2 separate regions of the Anser cygnoides genome follow, and region 2 is linked to region 1. A link is a contact called in public Hi-C data. All regions are on one chromosome and are shown on one strand. The core of a region is the stretch at or near the end of the contact, and the rest is flanking DNA. Distances in the headings are between cores, read along the strand shown. Region 1 has its middle 31 kb from the start of RPA1. Region 2 holds the start of RTN4RL1 (reticulon 4 receptor like 1).

What was found. Hi-C and Micro-C count contacts between places; a contact is called where the count stands out from the background.
Region 2: a Hi-C map of fetal liver shows a contact between it and region 1, with 1.9 times the contacts expected there. The contact joins the promoter of RTN4RL1 here to the enhancer-like site in region 1. A contact is called at or near these places in 2 of 7 Hi-C or Micro-C datasets (fetal liver and liver).

The regions. Positions count from the first base shown.
Region 1 is chr18:7,548,009-7,552,922 of Taihu_goose_T2T_genome, reverse strand. No RefSeq gene overlaps it. Among named protein-coding and RNA genes, the nearest start is that of RPA1, 31 kb to the right of the region's middle. Within about 2 kb of position 1,877, at least 2 of the 3 cell types and tissues checked have open chromatin away from gene starts, as enhancers often do. A contact at or near this core is called in fetal liver and liver, where this site is marked.
Region 2 is chr18:7,594,516-7,599,429 of Taihu_goose_T2T_genome, reverse strand. RTN4RL1 (reticulon 4 receptor like 1) reads left to right here and starts at 2,149. Exons shown (of 2, transcript XM_066979690.1): 1 at 2,149-2,612. The coding sequence starts at 2,600. DPH1 (diphthamide biosynthesis 1) reads right to left here and starts at 1,110. Exons shown (of 12, transcript XM_066979691.1): 1 at 978-1,110. The coding sequence starts at 1,032.

The sequences.
Region 1 (4,914 bases), core at 628-3,127:
TAATGAGAGCCTTGAAACCACCACAAAGAGAAACATGCCTTTTAGCAGCTGAAACAAATTATTACAGCAACTGAGTCTTAAAAGGAATTTCAAGTAAAAATATAGTATTGCATGAAGTTGTTATGGCAACTGATGTTGTAGAGTAACTGCACTTGGGCAAGTTTTCCTCCTTCATCCTGCTCAGCAAAGTCTGGGAAAAACTTTGTGATAAAATTATGCCTTAATTAGTCAAATAAGTCATAAATATTGCTTATCCCAAAATCCTTAACATTCCAGCCTCATGCCGTCTGTGTGCAGTTAGTCTACTAATGAGAAAATATATCTACTAAAGCCCCACTTACCATTAAAAATCCTATCCAATATTTTTTTCTAATACAATTTATCAATTTAAACACATTGTACAATGTAATATTCTGCAGCATTCCATTAAAATGATAAATAGCTATAGAAAAAAAAAAACAAGGGATTAAACATACTGTAATGTAATATAACGGTATTTAAACGTAAATAAAAACTTAAACATGGAAGGGGAAGCGTACCGTGTTTGAGAGTGAAAAGAGCACAAGTTCAGCTATGGCTCTCTGGACTGGAGTATTAATAGGACAGAGGAAGCAGGGCAATGAGAAATGACAGTCAACTTCAGAGGATATAAAATTTCCATTAGGCTTTGTTATAAGATTACATCAAAGCAGTTCATATGTTTTAATCTGGGGAAAGAGAAAGCAGCTACTTGGGGTCTGCGCCTGGGGGCTGCCTCTGTGTACTGAACCAGACACTGTGCATAATGAACAATTTTTATTCAATCAGAATTTCAGCACAGATAGCTCCCACTCAGTGGGCTCCAGCACAAATGGGGCTGGTAAGGGATGCTATTCTTAAAGCTCCACCTGCTGGCTCCGGAAGAAGTGCCAATGGCTCTCAGAAAGTCCATTTCTGGGGGGAGGGACAGCAGGTCCAAATGCTTGCGCTGACATACTGTGACCAAAACCCAAGCCCAGTTTCTGGAGTTCTTGTCTTTCTGAGTTAAAAACAAAAAGGAACACCTAAGCCCATGGCTTGTTTCTTTCCTTTCTCTCTTTCTTCTTCTTACCTATTTATTTTTGAGTTAATAATTTAGCCGATATTTTAGCTTGCTTAGGCAGATCTGGAACGGCAACAGTGCTCAAAGAGCAAAGGTGTGCGAGCTGCCAAAATCTGCCTGTTTGAACCCACCTGATTACAGAGAGACCCCAGGGAGTTATCTTGTGCTCAGAGTGCAGCCAAAAGGGCACCGCAGCCAGGGAAATTGTTCCATTTAGCGTGTGCCTCCTGCACAATAATTACTTATTTAAATTTTACTCTGCTGCTTGATCCATTACGGAATGCACTATAAACAAAGGTGATTTTATGCAGACAATAGCTGAGCCAGTCATTTTTAAGGACAGGCGTGGAATGACTTATCTCCCAGGATGAGCAGCACTTACGAGCCAGCTGAAGACGAGGTTTACAGCCTAAACCCTATTTCCAGAGGTTATTCCAGTGGCTGCACCGCTGGATCACCTCCAGCCCTCGCAGCAGCACCGAGGGCCCTGCCCTGCACACCGGGGCCGCTGAGAACTCTGTGCCCAGACACGTAGCTGCACGAAACCCTTTGCTAAGTCCCGTTTAAGTCTTGAAAATATGCACCTGGTAATTCCGAGTTAATTATCCCGGGCATGTTTGAAATGCTTCTGCCACCGTCGCCGGGTGCTGGCTATTGATTCCGCACCGCGGCTGCACTCTGCCTCCCGGAGAAACTGCTTCGGTGAACTGAGCTTCCTGCCTGAATCAGGTAGGCTTTGCTCCTGACTGGCACCAAATCCCGTCCTCCTATTTCCAGCAGAAAAATAGCTCCTTTTTAATCTAGGCTTTCCAAGCTACTGTCATGCCTGTGACGTCCTGAATGCAGAATTACCGCTTTCCCCGGGTTTTGCTCATTTGTCTGGAAACCTCAGGACTGCTCCATCTCCCCGCCAGTAATTTTTTTGCTCAATCCAGAAATATTCTTTTATCAATTCATCTGACAGCGCTCCAACAAGAAGGGTGTCTTGGAAGATGATGCTAATCCAGAGAGACCGTTCTTCAGTTTGAGCATTCATGAAGTCTAATAAACTATTGGCAGCAAGTCACTTCTGTAGTGCAATTAAAACTTGTGTGTAGTGCTGCTCTGAGACACGCAATATTGCAACTGAAAGCGAGCCGTGCCAAGCTGGGGAGGTGGATTAGCTGAAGAAACACAAATCGGTGAGAGGATCCGCTTCCTCCCCACCAAGCCTTATGCATTAAGCGAAGCTGGGATAACGAATGTGCCTCGCAAGGTGTTTGCCACCAGCCTGCTTAAAAAGCGCACAGCACGGAGCTCCTGGAATGGGGATTTCTGGGCGCAGCCGCACAGCTGGCACACGGTGACTTCTGCGGGATGAAGCCCCCAGCACCATAGTCAAGCAGGTCTGGATGAGGAGTCTAAAGCTGAATTTGAGCAGCAGCCCTCCAGGAGGACACCAGGGGCAGGAGGAGCACCACGGCCCTTGGCTCGGGCACCGAACCTCCTCCAGCCGCCTGCAGACACGGAGGCAGGGCACAGGCACGGGCTGCTGCTCAGGACCCGGCCCTGTCCCTAACGCCACTGACACCTCATTAGTCGGAGGAAGCGACACTAGCAGGCATCATTAAAACGCTGTGATCTTTTAGCAGTTAACTGGGGAAGAAGTTAGGAAATGAAGCATTAAAGTTTCAAAAGAGAAATTTACAGCCATCGCTTCATAATTTTGCAATTGTTTCCAACCATGGTAATTAAAAGGCAGAGTACTAATCAAGATACAGGTTACTTTTTTTTTCTTCAATCTCGCTTAGTAATGAGCACGCTCTCCACACAGCCTGGTACAGGACCAAAGCATAATGAGAGCAAGTCAAGCAAATCTTCATACAAGGTGAAGGCAGCTCCTGGAGCTTTGTCACCAGCGCGAGCACCGGGACACGCAGGGGCTGGCTCGGGGACTGCTCTGAAAGGCTGTGCCCGCCGACAGGTGATATATTAACACCGCTCCTGCCTTCAAACCCCACCAGCCCGTAGTGCTTCTTGGGAGAAATCGGAAAATGAAGATACATTTTTATTTTTTTGGGGGTCTTATTAATCTCTTTACAGAAGTGGTACGCTTGCAGGCAGCGCGGAAAATAGGTTAAGGCTCACAATAAGCTGAATGAGTTAAATCAGAGCCGGGCGAGTATGCTGACAGGCAGTCAGCGCGACTCTTAAGCTTACAGGCCAAGGTAAGAAGAGTTTGAAGGAAAGTGCACTATCAAGTCAGATAAAATGAACGCGTTGGGTCTGACTGGTCTATAAAGAGGGGTCAAGCACTGGCGGGCTGGTGGGACCCACTGCCGACGTGAAATGACGGGCTGAAGCAAAGGAGGACTGACACTACTTCTCCAAATTATAAATTCTACTTCCCGATCTATCTGAATGGATTAGCCTCAAAACATGAGATCCGGAATTTAAAGATTCAGAATTCAGAAGCTATTATGAGTCAAGAGCAGGAATTAGCATTTGAGTTATAAATACGCTGTAACAAACTGACAGGAGTCAGCTTGCTGTTCCTTCCCTTTTTGAAGATGGTGGCATCAGGCTGGCAATATTTAGCGATACAAGCCTAGGAGTGATTTTCACATCCCAGCTGGATGCTAACAGCATTCCTGGCTGGAGGAACACCGCTCCTGGTCTTCCACCACGCAGGCAGCCACTACACAAGGATTGCACTGGGATGGGTTTTAACCAAGGAACAAGCCTGCTATAGACCCGTCCCATGCAGGGAGTGTCCACCGCAAGCCCCCACGGACCCGAAATACGGGCAGGAGAGATGCGGACACAACTGCTACTCCAGCAGGCCCTGAATAAACAGAAGCCCAGAATACCAGATGAAGTCTTGAGGCAGCAAGAAATGAAGGCACTAAATAACAGCACCAGCTCCTCGGATTTTCTGCCAAACATTAGCCAATTTAAAAGGCAGCGAGAGGCCCTTTACGCGGGGAGAATTTCTTTGAGCACCGACTTAAAAGCTGAAGTTTGGCAGGAAACTGTCTGAGAAGGATGGGGGGGGAGGTAAAAGCCAATTTTACCTGGTAATCCGCGACACTATTTGTGTCCTGCCCAGACCACACTTCATGCATTAGGAACGCGCTGCAGCTCCGCGACTCGCTGCAGCGCTCGGCTAACGGGGAAGCTAATGGCTTCTATTATAGGCATGTGCAGAGGGCGGCCGTGGCACGCACATCTGTCTGCAGAATAGATGGGAGCTTTGTAAACTGCCTAAACACCTTCGTTCCCGAGCAAACGGGGCTGGCAGCGGGGCTCTCCAAGCTCCCTCCTGGTGCGACAGGCTGCTGATTGACAGGGCTCGGCGCTAAGAGCCAGCACGTGCTCCCACTGCAAATAGCAGCGCCTGCGAGAAGCAGCCCGAGCAGACTATTTCGCAGGCTTCAGCTCCGTTACTCTAATGAGGATTTCCACACCGGGGGAAAAAAAAAAAAAAAAAAAGAAAGAAAGAAAAAAGACAAAAGTCGTCTACACATTCCCAGCGTAAGGGGGAAAGAAAAAACGCGGAGAAATAAACAGCTGGCGAAGTGAAATACGAGGTTAGAGCCCTCTCTGATTCAAGAGAAGATTATTAAACCAGCTATAAAGACGGTGTTGGCATCTCTTGAAATGAGTTTGTTACATTCAGAAGAGGCAGTTACACATGACAAACCATTTTCTGTTTAATTAGAGGGTTCTGCGTGGAACACTTCCAGGCGGAGGAGGGGAGCAGATTGCCACCCAGCATCTCAATTACGGGACAGCGCCTCGGCGATTCCACATGCAAATGTTTTTTAACTGACCGCAGAGGAAAAAAAAGGGCT
Region 2 (4,914 bases), core at 900-3,399, 46 kb before region 1:
ACACCATGTCCCGGGGGGGCACCGGGCTGCCCCGTGACACCCCCGGGGCTGGGTCCGAGCCCCCGTTAGCGGCCAGATTTCAGCTCAGGTCAACGATACTAATTATTTTAGGGCGGGGGGCACGTTTTACGCCCCCAAAGCACCACGCCGTGCCTTGACGTGACCCCAAAACAAACCGGGGGTTCCCCTGCCCGGTACCGGCCACCCGACGGCGACCGAACCGGACCCGTCCCGTTGTGGGGAGCTCCCCCCCGCACCCCTTTTTCCCCCCCCTACCCCCCCCCCCCCCGCCGGTACCGGCAGCAGCCGCCGCCCCCGCAGCTCGGCGGAGTCAGAGCACGGCGGGGGAGTGACAGCACGGGATTATTCACCGCCGCCAGCCCCGGCGAGCGTCACCCGGCACCGGCACCGTGAGCCACCGACCCCTCCGCACGGCCCACGGCACAGCCGGGACGGCCCCCGGGAGGGGTGTGTGTGTGTGTGGGGGGGTGTGCTCCCGCCACCGGCACCCAAAATACCCCAAAATACGGGGGGGGGGGGGGGGCGGGGGGGACCGGGGGATGAGCCCCGGTGTGCCGGTACGGAGCCGGGCGGTCTCGCGGTGCGGCGGGGAAGCGGCCCCGGGAGGCTGAACCGGGCCGCGGTTCCGAGCCGTTTTCGCAGAGCACGATCCCAAGCCGGTATCCCCCGGAGCACCGGCTGTGAGGGCCGGTAACCGGGCCCGGTAGAGGCTGCCGGTACCGTCCCGGTTGAGCTCGGTCCCCCCCCGGGCACCGGGAGGTGAGGCCCAGAACCGTCGCGGCTCCGCGGTTCCGACCCGTTTTGGCAGAGCACAACCCCAACCCGGTATCCCCCCCCGGTGCACCGGCTCTGCGCCCGGTAACCGGGCCCGGTAGAAGCTGCCGGTACCGTCCCGGTTGTGCCCGGTCCTCCCCGTCCCGCTCGGCCCCGCTCGGCCCCGTCCGGCCCCGTCCCACCTGCGGCAGCCGCGGGCCTCGTGGCCGCGCACCGGAGGCTCCCCGGGGCCGCCATGGCGCGGGGGCAGGCGGCGGCGGCAGGCGGCGGCAGCCGAGCCCCGAGCGGGCGGCGCGGCCAGGCCAGAGCAGCCGCCGGCCGCCGCATCGAGCCCGGCGGAGCGCACGGCCGGGCCCCGACGGGGCGGGACGGGACGGGACAAAAAGGGGGCCCGGCGGCCCCGAGCCCGTGCCGGGAACCACGCCGAAGGGTTTGTGCCCCCCCCCCACGCCCCCTACCCCACCTCCTCCGGGGGTGTTGGGGCTGAGCCCCCGGGCTACCGGGTGCCCGCTCCCGGTACCGCTGCGGGATCGCGGAGGGGGGTGGCCGTGGGGACGGCCCCGGGGGTCCCTCCCCGCTGCGAGACGTGGGATGAGAGGGGGCGGGGGGTCCCGGGGGTGGCAGGGGGACGGGGGGGGGGGGGTGACAGCGACCCCCGAGGGGCAGCGGGGACAGCAGCGTCCCCGGTGGGATAACGGGGGCTGCTACGGGGCTGGAGGGAGCCCCGAGGGGCAGCGGGGACCTCCGGGGGGCACGGCGGGGGCAGCGGGACCCCCGTGCGGTATCGGGACCCCGATGGGGTGGGGGGGGGACCGGGGGGCCGGCAGGGCTCGGGGGGGGGCAAAGACCGGGGAAGGACCCGGTGGAGCGGCACGGACGGGGCGGAGGGGACAGCGGGGACCCGGGGGGGGGGGGGGGCAGCGGGGACAGCGGAGCTCCCGGTGGGGTGGCAGCGACCCCGCGGGGATACCGGGCACTCTGTTAGGGCGGAGGGGCGACGCTAAGGGGCGGGGGGCCCCGTCGGAGGGGGGGTAGGATGGGGCGGCTGGGGACAGCGGGGCCCCGGCGGGTGCTTTGGGGACAGCGGGGACACGATGTGACACCCGGCGGGGAGCGCGACGGGGCGGGGGGGCGACAGCGGGGACCCGATGGGACGGAGGGCTCTGCCCTCGGGGGGGGGGGGGGGGGCACCGGGGGGGCGGCGCGGGGACCGGGAGCAGCGGCACTTTCACGAACTGTCCACGGGAGGCGGGAGAGGCGGCGGCGGAGGAGGAGGAGGAGGAAGGGGGGGCCCCGGCCAGGCTCGCCCAGCCCAGCCCAGCCCAGCCCGGCCCGGCCCAGCCCGGCCCGCCCCGTCGCTGCCCCGCCCCGCCCTGCCCAGCCCTGCTCCGCCGCTGCAGGCACCGCGGCACCGGCACCGGGCTCCCCTTTATAGGCTCGGCCCGAGGGGGTGGGGGGCGGCGGCGGCCCCAGCCCCGAGGGGGCGGCTCCCCCCCTAAAAACCGGCGGCGGGACGCGCGGCGGGCAGAGGCGCGGCCGGGGGTTCCCGGTGGACCGGGGCCGGGACTCGGTGCTCCCGGTGTTCCCGGTGCTCCCGGGGCCGCTGCGGCTCGGCTCGGCTCGCCCCGCCATGCCCCCCCGGGGGCCGTTCGCCCGGGCCCCGGCTCCGCGCTCCCGGTGCAGCCGCCGCCGCCGCCGCTGCTGCTGCCACCGCCGCCGCCGCTCGCCGCCGCCGTGCCCGCGGCTCTGAGCGCCGCCGCCGTTACCGCCGCGCCGGGAGACCGCGCCCCGCACCGGCACCAAGATGCTCCGCCAAGGTGAGCGCCGCACCGGGAGGGCACCGGGGGTACCGGGGCCGTTCCCGAAGTTTGCCTCCTCGACGAAGTTGGGGCCGCGCCGCCGGGCGAACCCGCCCCCCCCCCCGCTACTCGCCGCTGCCGCCGTGCTACCGGCACCCCCCGGGTCCCCGGGGAGCGGCACCGGAGGGAGCGCGGGGAACCGGAGGGGCGCACGCAGCCGGCACCGGGAGCGCGGCGGGTCCCGCAGGCACCGGGCTACGGCGGGCACCGGGAGCGCGGGGGGGGACCGGGGGCAGCGGGGCTGCACCGGGGAAGAGGGGGGGGGGGGGGCGCACGGCGGGGACCGGAGCGCTGAGGGGGAGGGGGGGGTGTCCCGGGGGGGGTCGGTGTCCGGTGTAAGCCCGGCTCCGTTCCTCGGGAGGGGAACACCGGGCTCGGTGGGGGCACCGGGGGCTCGGCGGGGAAGTTGGGGCGCGTTCTCTTGTGCCCCCCCCCCCCCCCCGAGGAGATTCGTGACATCACGCCATTGCCATGGCAACCGCCCGAGACATCATAGGGGAGCTTTTTGACATCATACGCGGGGAGATGCCGACCCTCCGGGGGGGTCGGGGGGACCCCGCTTCTCCAGCACCGCCGTGCTTGGGCCAGCCCCGGGGAGGTTGGGGCGGAGGGGGGGGGGGGGGGGCAGCGCTGCCGTACGGCGGGACCCCCCCCCCCCCAGGACCCCCCGGTCACCGTCCTGCACCCTGGGGAGGGCACAGCAGCGGGCCCACCCCGTGGCACTGCCATATATCCAGCAAGGCTCCGGCGCGGTGGCACGGGGTGCGAGCTCCCCGCAGCCCCCCCCCCCGGTACCCAAAGGCACCGACCCCAGGAGGGGCTCAGCCCTCGCTGCCCCCCCCCCCGGGGAGCCCTTTCCCTGCTGGGGTAATGTCACCTTGCGGCTGCGGGGCCTCGCGCTCGAAGGCTCTCCTCTCCGGCTCTGGCTTTGTTCGGCTCCTAAACCCAACCGGGGCGGGCGAGGAGAGCCCCCCCGAGCCCCCCCCGCCCCGAGCATCCCGCTCGGAGCACCGCGGGGGGAGGCGAAGCAGCAGCCGTGGTTTTGGGGCCGCGGAGCAGGAGCCCGAGGTGGAGCCGAGCCCTGCGCAGGCTGGCGGCGGGGCTGCTGGAAGGTTTCATCCCACCAGGGGTAGCCTGTTAAGGTCAAGATCTACGGCTTTCATTTCTGGAGCTAGAAAAACAAAATGCAAATGAAGAGCCTCTGGGCTGATCCAAACCCTATTCTTAAAGTTTTTGTCTTGTTAAGCAAGGAAATAGAGTGCCAAATAGGCTTTGTTAAGTGGCAGTCTAATTAATAATTTAAAATCTTGTAGCTGTCTTTCATTAGAATTTATCTGTACATCAACCACAAAATCAGTCAAACACACTCATTTATAAGTTAATGCCAGTCCTGAATAATTCAACAGGCAGTTAGAGGAAGGCCTCCATCCCGCCGAGAGGCTCTCCCTTCCCTGCCCGCTATGGCTGGTGGGCTCTGGGTGGGGGTCCCGGGCCCCCCCGTTCACGCCAAGGAAGGGGACACCATGGGGACAGGGGGACGGCAGCTGCTCGGGAGCGTGGGCACATGGGGGATTTGGGCACGGGGCCGGGGCCAGACCCCTCGCTGGGGCTCGGAGGTGTCTGGTTTTGTGGTGTCTGAGCAGGTGGCGCTGCCCCTGCCACCCTCATCCTGCTCCTGGGGACCGGGGTTTGTCTTAGGGGCTGGGGACGTGGCACAGCTGGGGGCTGCGGGAGCCCCGTGCGGGTGACATCCCCGGGGGGAAGCAGGTCTGTGTGTCTGCTCATGGGGTGACACCCCCTCTGCCACCTCCTGCCTTTTGGGGACGCTCGGGGACCCTCCGGTGTGGCCCAGCAGGATGCCCTGGTGTGCACCGAGCTGCCCCAGCGCCCGTGTGCGCTCTGCAGAGGGGCTGATGGAGCACGGCCAGGGCAGGGCTGCGATGCCCGGGGGTATTTTGGGCTTCCTGCCCCACGTGAGCTCCATCCTGGAGGTGCTGGGCATGGCACGGTGCAAAACACCGCCCCGGCGTCGCCGCCGGTGGGCTTTGGGGTGAGTTTTGGCACCGGGACCTCGCGGGTGTCTGGGGGTGGGAGCGTGGGATGCAGCACCAGCGTGAGCCAGGGTGGCGGCGGGGACGGAGCTGCGCCCCAGCGTCCTGCCAGGGGTGGCAACGGCCAGGAGCGCCCCGTGGGAGATGCAGGAGAAGGAGATTTCCAGGCCAAGGATGACACCAAGGTCACGGACAGCCGCGTCTCAGCC